Linked DNA regions of Sus scrofa: region 2 is linked to region 1. A link is a contact called in public Hi-C data. All regions are on one chromosome and are shown on one strand. The core of a region is the stretch at or near the end of the contact, and the rest is flanking DNA. Distances in the headings are between cores, read along the strand shown.

Region 1 (5,386 bases), core at 1,497-3,996:
TTTGCTTTTGCTTTTGCTTTTGTCAGGAGTGACGCTGTTTGTGGCCCTTTACGATTATGAAGCCCGGACGGAAGATGACCTGAGTTTTCACAAAGGAGAAAAATTTCAAATACTGAACAGCTCGTAAGTTTGAAGAGGGTCGGGAAAGCATGCACGGCCTCTCAGAGTGGGAAACAGTTCTTGTGTTAGCACTCACTAAAATTAGATCTCTGAAATTCTAGGACACTTGATCGTAGCATTTCAGATTTCCGAATCTAATCTTAAATTGCTGAGAATTAATGAACTGACGAATTGAACACTTAATTCATTAATTCTTAGCAGTTAACTTGAGGGAAGAAAAGTTGATGAACTAGTGCTATACTTTACGGTGCTGTGCATCCGGGCAGCTTTTTGGAAGCTGTCATGGAAGCAGAGTGGATGGTTTTGGTTTTGGTTTAAAGGTTGTGAAAGCACCTGCATCACCCTCTATAAAGCTACAGTTTCAGGTGATTGCCACAGGCTTGCCTAGCCACAGCACCCTCTCTGTGCCTGTAGCTTTTCTTCTAAGTTCACCTGTTGGCCTAACTTCACGGAAGGCTAGCACCAAGTTCCTTTTTCAAAACTGCCAAGTCAGTGAAGCCTATGGAGGCATTTTGCCATAATGAAATTTTGCAAGTGACCGAAATCTTTGTAAGTTAGAAGGAAAAGCAGTTTTGCCCGCTTGAGAATGACCACAGTGCAGGCATCATCAGTGCAGCAGGCAGTGGGGAAATGTCCAGGCTGAGAATCACTCACTTTCCAAATCCTGCATATAATGCTTCCTTTAGGGAGAGTAAATATGGGTCAGATTTCCCTATGGTTTTTAAATACTGTCTGTTAGGCGAAGACACCTACCAGCTGTGCACACCACTATGTGTGCACGGGGTCGGGGGCCCTCCAGAAAAACCCAGGCTTGAAGAAAATGGAGGTGTCCCTTGTCTGCAAGACAGACCCTCTCCCTACACCTCACGTTTTCCTCCTGAGCGCCCCCCAGTGGCTGGGGAAGGACACCACCTGGGTGCTGGCTACACTGCCCTCTGCTCTCTAAGCAAATTGGATTTCTGAAGGGCGGGAAACCTGGCTTTCTCAGTTTCCCTGAGAGCACGCGTGAGGGCAGGCAAGAGGCAGCCCACTCACCTAGGAAGAAGAGCGGTCCTTGGAACAGGGAACTTCCTCAGGCCCTGACAACTGCCTCTTGGGAAAACCCACCCCTTCTCTGGGACGCCCCTGATTCTCAGGACCACCTTTCAGAGGCAAGAACGGCCTCCCCCCTTCCCATAAGAGGCCAGTGACTTCCAGACATCAGAAGGCACCATTTCCATAGTTACAGGGTTATTTTTGAAATCTTTATTGTCATCATTAGCAGGAGAGTGGGTAGTTTTTTTTTTTTTTTTTAACTTTTTACTTTAAAGACATGTGGTCAAGTACACGGATCAAAAATGTACGTGGTGATACTTGAATAAGAATAATGCCACTCAGCTTGAAAATGGTTCAAGTCGTGCATTGTACTTATTTTACTGCAATTTCATTAAAGTGTGTACTATTTGCAGAATACTCACAAACCAAACATTCCTGTGCAACACATACCCAGATCAAAAAGAATTACCTGCTCCCGCCCCCAAGCCCTCCTTCTCTAGCCAGAGGCATTTTTTAAAAATAGTAAACAGTTGCCCTTTATTGAAGGCTCCTTATGTGCCAGCCATGTGCTAAGTTACAAATGTTCTCGTTTATTCTTCACAACGACTGTCTGAGACGTGTCTCAGTCATTGTTTGACAGATGAGGAGCCAGAGGCTCAGGTTAGGGATCTGCCCCGGTGCATTGGGCCGGTATCCATCCCAAGGGCAGCGTCAGGGTCAGTGTGGGAAAGGTCCCTGCTAGAGGGGCTGAGCCATTTGTGTTGCATGAAGTTTTGAAGGGATGGGGGGGGGATTTGATCTCTTCTGATTGATGATTCCTTACTGTTAATCTGATGCTCAGATGAATGCTTCTTGTCAGTCTACTAACTTTGAAATCTGAAATAACCCTCCCTACCTCTCCCCATTTTATACAATATTTCCTAAATGCCAAGGATGGTTAGAACTTTCAATCAATCTGTAATTTCTAAAAGGTGAGAATTAAAGAATAGTAGGCATTCCCGTACACAGTTCTTCTTAGGTTTTCCCCATAGGGCGGGTGGATCCCCACATCGGTTGTAGGGCACTTGGAGAGCCAGTCCTCGCCCAAATCAAACTTGCGATTTCTTCCTCCGTTAATGTGGATAGGATCTTGAATGGCTTCCAGTTGCAGCTGTGGAGAAACACTCAAGGAAGAGCTGATCTATCTCAATCTATATTTTGTGATTTGCATGCCTGGCCTGTAATGTTTACAGAAGGCTTTTGAACTTCTGACCCTGTTCTCTTAAAAGAAAATATTACAAAGGGGTTTTTTTCCCCGTCTAATAGTCTTCTCTCTTGCCAGTGGAATTTCTCATCTTACATGCCATTTAAATACCCTTTTCCAAGGTTATTGGGGAGGGGTGCAGGGGAATAAGGTTTTTGTAACAAACACAGTATCCTGAAGTCAAGGGTAATAACAGGGAAGAGAAAATGAGGCAGGAAAAACAAAGCGAGAGGACAGAACCAGATGGCAGGCGTCTCCCTCCCCCTCCCCCAGCCTCTCTGGGGCCCTGGCTCTCATCGCTTGAAAGAGAGGGAGGGACAGGGCTGTGATCTCCCTGGGGCAGCTGCCACATCTCCCAGTGTGTGTCCTCCCACTCCTTTCCCAGTCTAGAGGCAGAACTCAAGGACCAGCCTTTGTGTTTCGCATGGCAGCATGACACGTGATCCGCGTGTGCGCCTGTGCCCAGCACTCTCCTCACCAAGGGGGGGTGGGCCTCCTTCGCTGACCTAGTGTAGGTGCTTAGTACAGGGTATTTGCACATCCTTGAACTTGACCCATTTTTGAATAGGTACCTTCATCTGTTTTATTCCCTATTTTCTCATTTCACGGCCAGGGATGTACCACCTAGAAACAGCAGCTCTAAAATACAGTAAACACTTTACACAGAGTGGAGTACTGCTCATTGCCTAGGCTAGCAACTCCTTTAAGTTCTTTTCATCATGATAAGAAGAAATCTGGTTTAGAGCCCATCAAAGCATTTTTCAAATTGTTATGGATATGCTCTCTGAGAGTAAGATGAGCAGTGACCAAAGTTAGAAAGAATTCAGCATTTATAATGATAATGCTCCATAGCTCCATAGATCAAGGCTGACTTCTGTTGGCAAATGCCACTTCCTGGCTCCATCAGGGCTCTGGGCTCCCAGCTCCTGGGACCATGAGCCCTCTGAGCAATGCTGGGGATTGGAAAGAGACTTTTAATTTTGATAAGTCTTTAAATTAGAACAACAGGGGAAGCTCTTAGGCAAACTTAAAAGCTGTTCTAAACCAGGGCCAGATAAGAGTTAGAGAAACTATTCACAAACTATATGTGCGTAAATTGTATATTTGAATCCGAGCAAGATGAGTTAAAATCTCATCAACCCTGAATTAATGAAATAGCTGAACTGTAAGAACTCTTTAAAGAAATGCAGCTTTAGGTGTTTCCACTGTGGCTCAGTGAGTTAAGAACCCAGCATGGTGTCCGTGAGGACTCCGGTTTGATCCCTGACCTTGCTCAGTGGGTGAAGGATATGGTGTGGCTGTGGCATAGGCCAGCAGCTGCAGCTCTAATTCGACCCCTAGCCTGAGAATTTCCATATGCCACAGGTGCCACCCTAAAAAGAGGGGGGAAAAAAGAAAAATGCAGCTTTAATAATACCAATTACCTACAATAACTCAAACAAGGAAAAGTAATGTAGTAAAGATCCTATTTTCCTAAATCAAGGTGAATAGTTTGTGCAGAAATCACCTATTTATTTGAATTAGCTTCCTAGGGTCTTAAAAAGAGATTTATTCATTTGCTCAAAGACTTTTTTTTTTTTTTTTTTTTTTTTTTATGTCTCAAGTCCATTCCAGCCTATCTGGGCACAGCATGTGAGCCTTACTACATAATACATTGTGTCCTTGTCACCTCATATCTCCTTTGATGGAGAAAGTGACCCTAGATGGCCTTGAAAAAGAAAGAAGGATTTTATCTCTCTCATGAGTAACTGAAAACCCTTGTGAGATTAATGGAGTCACTTAAGAGAAAATCATGAATTCCTAATACATGACTTTAAAATGATCTGGTAGTTGGATTCTCATCTCTGCTGAGACCAAAATGAGATAGATTTGAAATGGAAATAGCTTGATTAATACCAGATCACCTGAATAAGGCTGGGCTTGTCCCAACCTGCAGCAAAATGTGTTGGCTTCCTGCCTCAGATGACATTTCCATCTTTTTTTTTTTCATTTAAATCAGTTAGAACTAACTCAGTGAAGGTTATCTTGCAATTAAAAAAAAAATTAGTCTCTACTGCAAGCATTTAATATTTCTTCACTCTTTTGGAGAATACCCAGGTGTGAGTGTAGGGGCGGGAGGGTATTGTGGGTGTGAAAGAGAGAAAGAAAGGAAGAGAAAGGCTGGAGATGATAGGTATTGTTATTCTTTATGATGAAATGTCTCCATCTAGTGGAATTTCCAAGCAGTAAGCATTACTGTATTAAAATGAAGATAATGGCTGCAAAGCAATTTCCTTAAACATATGCAATGTTTAAAGAAAAAAAAACTTCCGCATATGTTCTTAGATGGTGTACTGACAAGTGCATGTATTTCTTTTGGAGGACATGGAAATGAAACCAACAGAAACTGCTAAAATGTTAACATTTTTTAATTTCATGATTTGAACCTGAAAGGAGAGGGATGAGATCGGTGAGCAACCCAGGGCCAGTTCCACAGCCTGGTAATGATCTAGTCTTCAGTTGGGGGGTTGGGCCTCAGGTGTTCACATGCAACATACAGTCTTTGATATGTGTGAATTATTTTATCATAAAAATCTGGACATGACCTAAATTTAAGCTTATTAATAAAGGACTTTCTGGGAGAAATTATCTCCCTTTTTTGATTATCTGTTTAAATTCATTTAATAGATTAGAAAAAGACTGAGAAACTAATTAAAACATACCTTGTTTAAAACCTTTGCCAGCAGATGCAACCTGAGATTATCACACAAAGTGAAGTAAGTCAGAAAGACAAATACCATATGATATCACTTACATGTGGAATCTAAAATATGGCACAAATGAACCTGTCTACGAAACAGAAACAGACTCACAGACATAAAAAACAGACTTGTGGTTGCCAAGCAGAGAGGGGATGGAATTGTATGGATGGGGTGTTTGGGGTTGGTAGATGCAAACTGTTACATTTAGAATGGATAAGCAATGAGGTCTCACTGTATAGCACAGGGA
Region 2 (5,386 bases), core at 1,287-3,786, 310 kb before region 1:
TATTTTACATTTATACTACATTGTGTTTATCCATTCGTGCATTGATGAACATTTGGGTTGTCTCCACTTTTTTTTTTGGCTATTGTGAGTAATGCTGCTATGAATATTGGTCTATAAGTATCTGTTTGGGTCCATGCTTTCAGTTCTTTGGGATATTTATCTAGGACATGGAACTGCCAGATCAATATGGTAGCTCTACGTTTAACTTTTTGAAGAACTACCAAATTGGTTTCCACAGCAGCAGCACTATTTTATGGATGCTTTGCCCCCAACGAAGCACAAGGGTTCCAATTTCTCCACATCCTCACCAATGCTTAAAACTTTCTCAGGTTTTTCGATGATGACCATTCTTTTGTGTGTAAAGTGGTGTGTCTCACTATGGTTGTGATTTACATTTTCCTAATGGTTAGCAATGTTGAATATCTTTTCAGGAGCTTATTGGCCATTTGTATATCTTCTTTGGTGATGTGTCTATTCAAGTCTGTTGCCCATCTTTGAATGACTGTTCACTTTCGAGGCAGTAGGACTTTTCGGTTCTGGCTTGGCCACTTCCTACCTGTGTGGCCCTGAACTAGTTACCAAATTTCTCTGTGCCTCAGTTCCTTTGTCTGGGAAGGTAGAAAAATAGTATTAACCCCACAGGATTCTATGAGGATTGAGTGAGCTCCTGTCTGTTAAGCACTACAGGTAGTGCCATAGTAGACACGCAGTGTTAGATTTATTATTACAGGAGGTGGCCAGGAGTGGGGAGAGATTGAGGATGGGGGCACAGTGAGGAGAGAGTGTCCTTCCACCAGTGTTGGTGGAATGGCCCCAGCCATCTCCTAGTCCAGCCTCTTTATATAACAGGAAAGAAAAGAGATGAAGAGTGAAGCCCAAGAGCCCAGTGGTGAAAGGAGACCTTGAAGCCTCTCTCCAGAGTCCAAGTCCAGGACTCCTTCTAGCAGACTTTCTCTGCCTTCATTTCAGCCTGCAGCAGTTATTGATATCCTCTTGGGAAATGACTTGAACATCTTCAAAACCACCTTGACCTCCTGGTCCTGGCATCCCAAGCTTGCATCCATGGGCCTGCAAGAGTAGTCAGTTCTGAAGCTGGGAAGGGGAGCTGGTGTGAGCAAGAGGCAGTGTTGCCTCCAGAATCCCCTTCTGGGGAAAAGGAATCCTGGGCTGTCTCAGTGTTCAGGGCACTCCAGCTTTCCAGACAGCATCACAGTCCCAGATGACATGTTCCCACCTTTCCCTCTTACCTCCTCCCTGTGGGGAGAGGCCAGTTCCCGCAGCAGAGGAGGGGCTGTGGGACGCCACACAGGGCCAAAGCCTGCAGGCGGCCTCACTTTTCGTGAAGGTCTTACTGAATGGAACCCTGCCTAATTTTAGGAAACTGATTGCTCCATGTCTGCCAGAAGTGCGAAAATGCGATCTGCCTCCCAACCCCCATGGGGCAGGTGACACAGAAATTGATGGATAACTGACTAGGAAATAAGCTGAGGTCACGCGCGGTCTGCTGAAGGTTTTCTCAGCATCTCAGACACAGAACACCTGGCATCACTGGGGCATCAATCTGGCCTCCTCTCCTAGTGCCCAAAGCTGAAGTTCATTTGCAGTTTCCGAAACAGTCCCTCCTCCCGCAGCAGAATCTGTTCATCTCAGTCTCGCGCAAACCACGGACGCCCGGCGCCTCTAACTAAGACCCAGCGAAGGCTCCATCTTCCATCCTCTGCCCTAAACAGCACACCACCATGCGCCCCATCTGATGAAGCGCCCCTTTCTGCACGGTCTGCTTTCTGATGATTCACATCAAATTTCCTGTTTGGCTTCCTCTGCAGAGGCGCGGCTCCTGCTGTTTTCGCCCATCCTCTCGTGGTGGCTCCGCGGAGAATGCTTATCGCACTGGGTCATTTAGCAGCTGTAATTCTCCGCCGACGCCGCCCCAGGCAGAAGATAGTTTCACATTTTAAAATGTTTTGATTATCTCGTCTTTCTTATGCTTTCTGACTTTTCGGCTAGGATTAATCATAGTGCGTTTTTACAACCCTGCCAGGGTCCTAAATGCATCTGTAATAGCCTGTCCGGAAGGCAAGAAGCATGAGCAAGGAGCAAGGCCAGGCCTCCCCTAGGCAGGAAGATGAGGCCAAGGGAACAGCAGCAGGAAGGGTGCCGTCCCCCCCCCCCCCCCCCCCCCCCCCGCCCCACTCAGACACTTGCAGGAACAATTCAGAGCTTTGGGTATTGCCCAGGACAGTAAGGATCATTAACGTGGAAGGCACAGCAGCTGTGGTGCAGAGCGTGGTTTTCAAACTGTGTTCCGCAGAGGGGCCAAGACAGGGACAGAACAGGTGGAGAAAAATGGATAGGCAGGCACTGGGCTGCCTCCCTCCATTCAAGCAGAGCAGCTCTGAATTTCTATGCTTCATCCGAGCTTTTCCTGGGAAGAAGAACCTCTCTGGCCCCAGCGTGCAAACCCCTTAGTGCCCTTGTAAGGGCTCTGTCCTAGAAGGCAGCTCCCTGTACAACCTAGCAACATCGCCTTTGGCAAAACACTGAGCTTGAAGTCTCCCTGCCATGTCTGGGATGGAAAGCCTTGGACTAGGAGATGGCCAAGGTCCTTCCAGTTTGGCAATCTCCTCAATGTTATTTGTTACCCTTGTGTGGCCATGTCAGTTCCAAGACAGAAAGACTCAGACCAAACTCCAGTTCTGCCACCAGCAGCTCTTACCCAAGGTAGACCCCTCCTCCTGCCTGAATTTCAGGTCACCCTCCCCTGTGATCACAAATGATATTCATGACCTTGAAAGGTTTTTATGAGGATGCAAAATAATACATAGACGTTTTCTTGGCCCAAAGTACCTATTCAGTAAAGGGTAGCTATGATCTGTTACAATTTTTATGCATGTCCCTTGACTTGGCCTTCCTAGTGCTAGGAACTTGCCCACTGGGTATCTGAGTGGAAGTTCACCAAGATGTTCACCTTGTTCATACAAGGATATTCACAGCAGCAAGATTTGTAATATAAAAAAAAAAAAAAAAAAAAAGAGTGGGAGGGGGAACAAATAGACTGTCCATCAATCAGAAGCCAAACAAATAAATCAAGAATTAGGCCTTTCTTGGGACTTCCCGTCGTGGCACAGTGGTTAACGAATCCAACTAGGAACGATGAGGTTTGTGGGTTTGGTCCCTGCACTTGCTCAGAGGGTTAACGATCCAGCGTTGCCGTGAGCTGTGGTGTAGGTTGCAGACACAGCTCGGATCCCGCGTTGCTGTGGCTCTGGCGTAGGCCGGTGGCTACAGCTCAGATTAGACCCCTAGCCTGGGAACCTCCATATGCCGCGGGAGCGGCCCAAGAAATAGCAAAAAGACAAAAAGAAAAAAAAAAGAATTAGGCCTTTCTGTATATTTGTATTTTGTGACCATGGATAGATTTGTTCACTGATCTATTTATCAAAGTGAGATTATAGCCTATCCTTTTGTTTACCTCTTCATACTTCTCTATAGTGAAGGTAAGATCAATAAATGTTATTGTTGTTATTTTTTGTCTTTTTATGGCTGCCCCCTGTATATGTAGGTTCCCAGGAAGCCACAGCAATGCCAGAGCCCAGCCACATCCACAAGCTACTCCGCAGCTCATGGCAATGCCAGATCCTTAACCCATTGAGTGAGGGCCAGTGATGGAACCTGCATCCTCATGGATACTAATTGGGTTCTTAACCTACTGAGCCACAATGAGAATGCCAATAAATATGATTTTTTAAAGCAAACATTCTATATTCAATATATATTATACATATAAAGTAAACCAATTTTTCCTATACAGAGGGTGATGGGTCACCCATTTCTACATTTTCAGAGTGTGTAGAAATCCTGGGATGTCTTTCTGGCCAGCTGTCAACAAAGAGCCTGGTCTTCAGATGGATTTTCTCCAGTTAGTCTTTTTTTTTCTGGACCACATCTGCTTCACTTGATGAATTATTTGGTCCTTCCTGGGGTCTTCTCCAAGTGAGCAACTCTCTGACCCTTGCTTTTGTTTTTCTGTTTTACAGCAGCCGAACTAAGAGAAAGGAGAGTTTACAATTCTTAACAGGTCTCAAAACGTTTAACCGAAAGCTCAGCCTAAACATCATCAGAGCTCTCTAAGGACACAAACTCGCCTTCTCCAGTTTCAATGTCGGCTTCTCTGCAGTTGGGTTTAAGATTCGTAAAGAGGCTCTACATCCCCAAGCTGATAATCTGTTCCACTTACAGGAAAAAAAAAAAAAAAAAAAAAAAAGCTTCTGTCCTTATATAGAAAGCTCAGATCTTTGAAGTTTCTCGGTTTTATTCTTAAGATTTCTTTTCCTTACTAGCTTTAAAATAAAATGTTCCTTTTTCAGATATGCAGGTCAGCACTAACACATATTTCCACCATACAGATTAAATACTCTGGCCAATATGGGTCCAAAGATGCAACATTTCTGGCTTGGGAAATACATTTGTCACTAGATTTGTTTGGTCCCTTATCTGTGAACATCCCACACACATGTTGAATGTCACAGTACTTCCTCTGGCTTCAGGGCCCCATTATGACATCCTGTCACACCTGACTTCTAAAGTGTGCAAAGCTTTACCCAACCTTTCCCTCTCCCACCCCAAATACCCTTCTACCACCCAAGTTCCCCAGTGCTCATGCCAACTAAAACTTTCTCCTTCCTCATGTAAATATCAGAAGGAAAGTAGCCATTTCACTAATTTAGCTTAGAGTGTGAATGACTGATGGCCTGAAAACTTCCCCAAGGAAAGTGGAGGTTTTATCAGAGGCATTTGATACAAATGTTCACCCCTGCTGAGACGATATTCCTCCACATTTCTTTCCCTCCATTCCTAACCCAGTCCAGGACTTGACGTTGGTCCACAATCATTGTGGAAGTGTCCTCATGGCGAATAAGATCTCAGTTCATCAAGAAAAGGTAGCTTGTTTTCTGGTAGACTGTTCTGTGTTCCCGACTCCTTCCTATTTTGCCCTTTTTTTTGCGGGGAGTGGGCACACCCACAGCACATGGAGATTCACAGGCTAGGGGTCTAATCAGAGCTACAGCTGCTGGCTTATACCACATCCATAGCAACATAGGATCTGAGCCACATCCACTACCTATACCACAGCTCAGGGCACTGCCAGATCCTTAATCCACTAAGCAAGGCCAGGGATCGAACCCACAACCTCATGGTTCCTAGTCAGATTCGTTTCCACTGCGCCACAACAGGAACTCCTCTGACTCCTTTCTATTTGGGTATCACATAGTCTTCACTTCCCTTCCTCTGTTTTTCCCCCAAGGCCCAGAGCCCATGGGTCTTTATTCTCTCCCTCTGCACTTTCAGGGAAGCTCAGGGGCACAGAAGCTCAGCATTAACCCAT

The links. A called contact is a pair of places that touch in the nucleus more often than the background predicts.
Region 2: a Hi-C map of omental adipose tissue shows a contact between it and region 1, with 2.4 times the contacts expected there. The contact joins two enhancer-like sites. A contact is called at or near these places in 24 of 47 Hi-C or Micro-C datasets (adipocytes, alveolar macrophages, blood and 14 more) and 2 of 2 datasets of contacts at active chromatin or transcription factors (alveolar macrophages and skeletal muscle).

Annotation. Positions count from the first base shown.
Region 1 is chr1:77,632,896-77,638,281 of Sscrofa11.1, reverse strand. FYN (FYN proto-oncogene, Src family tyrosine kinase) reads left to right here. Exons shown (of 11, transcript NM_001080206.2): 2 at 27-123. Among named protein-coding and RNA genes, the nearest start is that of FYN, 6.8 kb to the left of the region's middle. Within about 2 kb of position 2,746, at least 22 of the 83 cell types and tissues checked have an H3K27ac peak or open chromatin away from gene starts, as enhancers often do. A contact at or near this core is called in omental adipose tissue, where this site is marked.
Region 2 is chr1:77,937,946-77,943,331 of Sscrofa11.1, reverse strand. No RefSeq gene overlaps it. Among named protein-coding and RNA genes, the nearest start is that of WISP3, 65 kb to the left of the region's middle. Within about 2 kb of position 2,536, at least 15 of the 83 cell types and tissues checked have an H3K27ac peak or open chromatin away from gene starts, as enhancers often do. A contact at or near this core is called in omental adipose tissue, where this site is marked.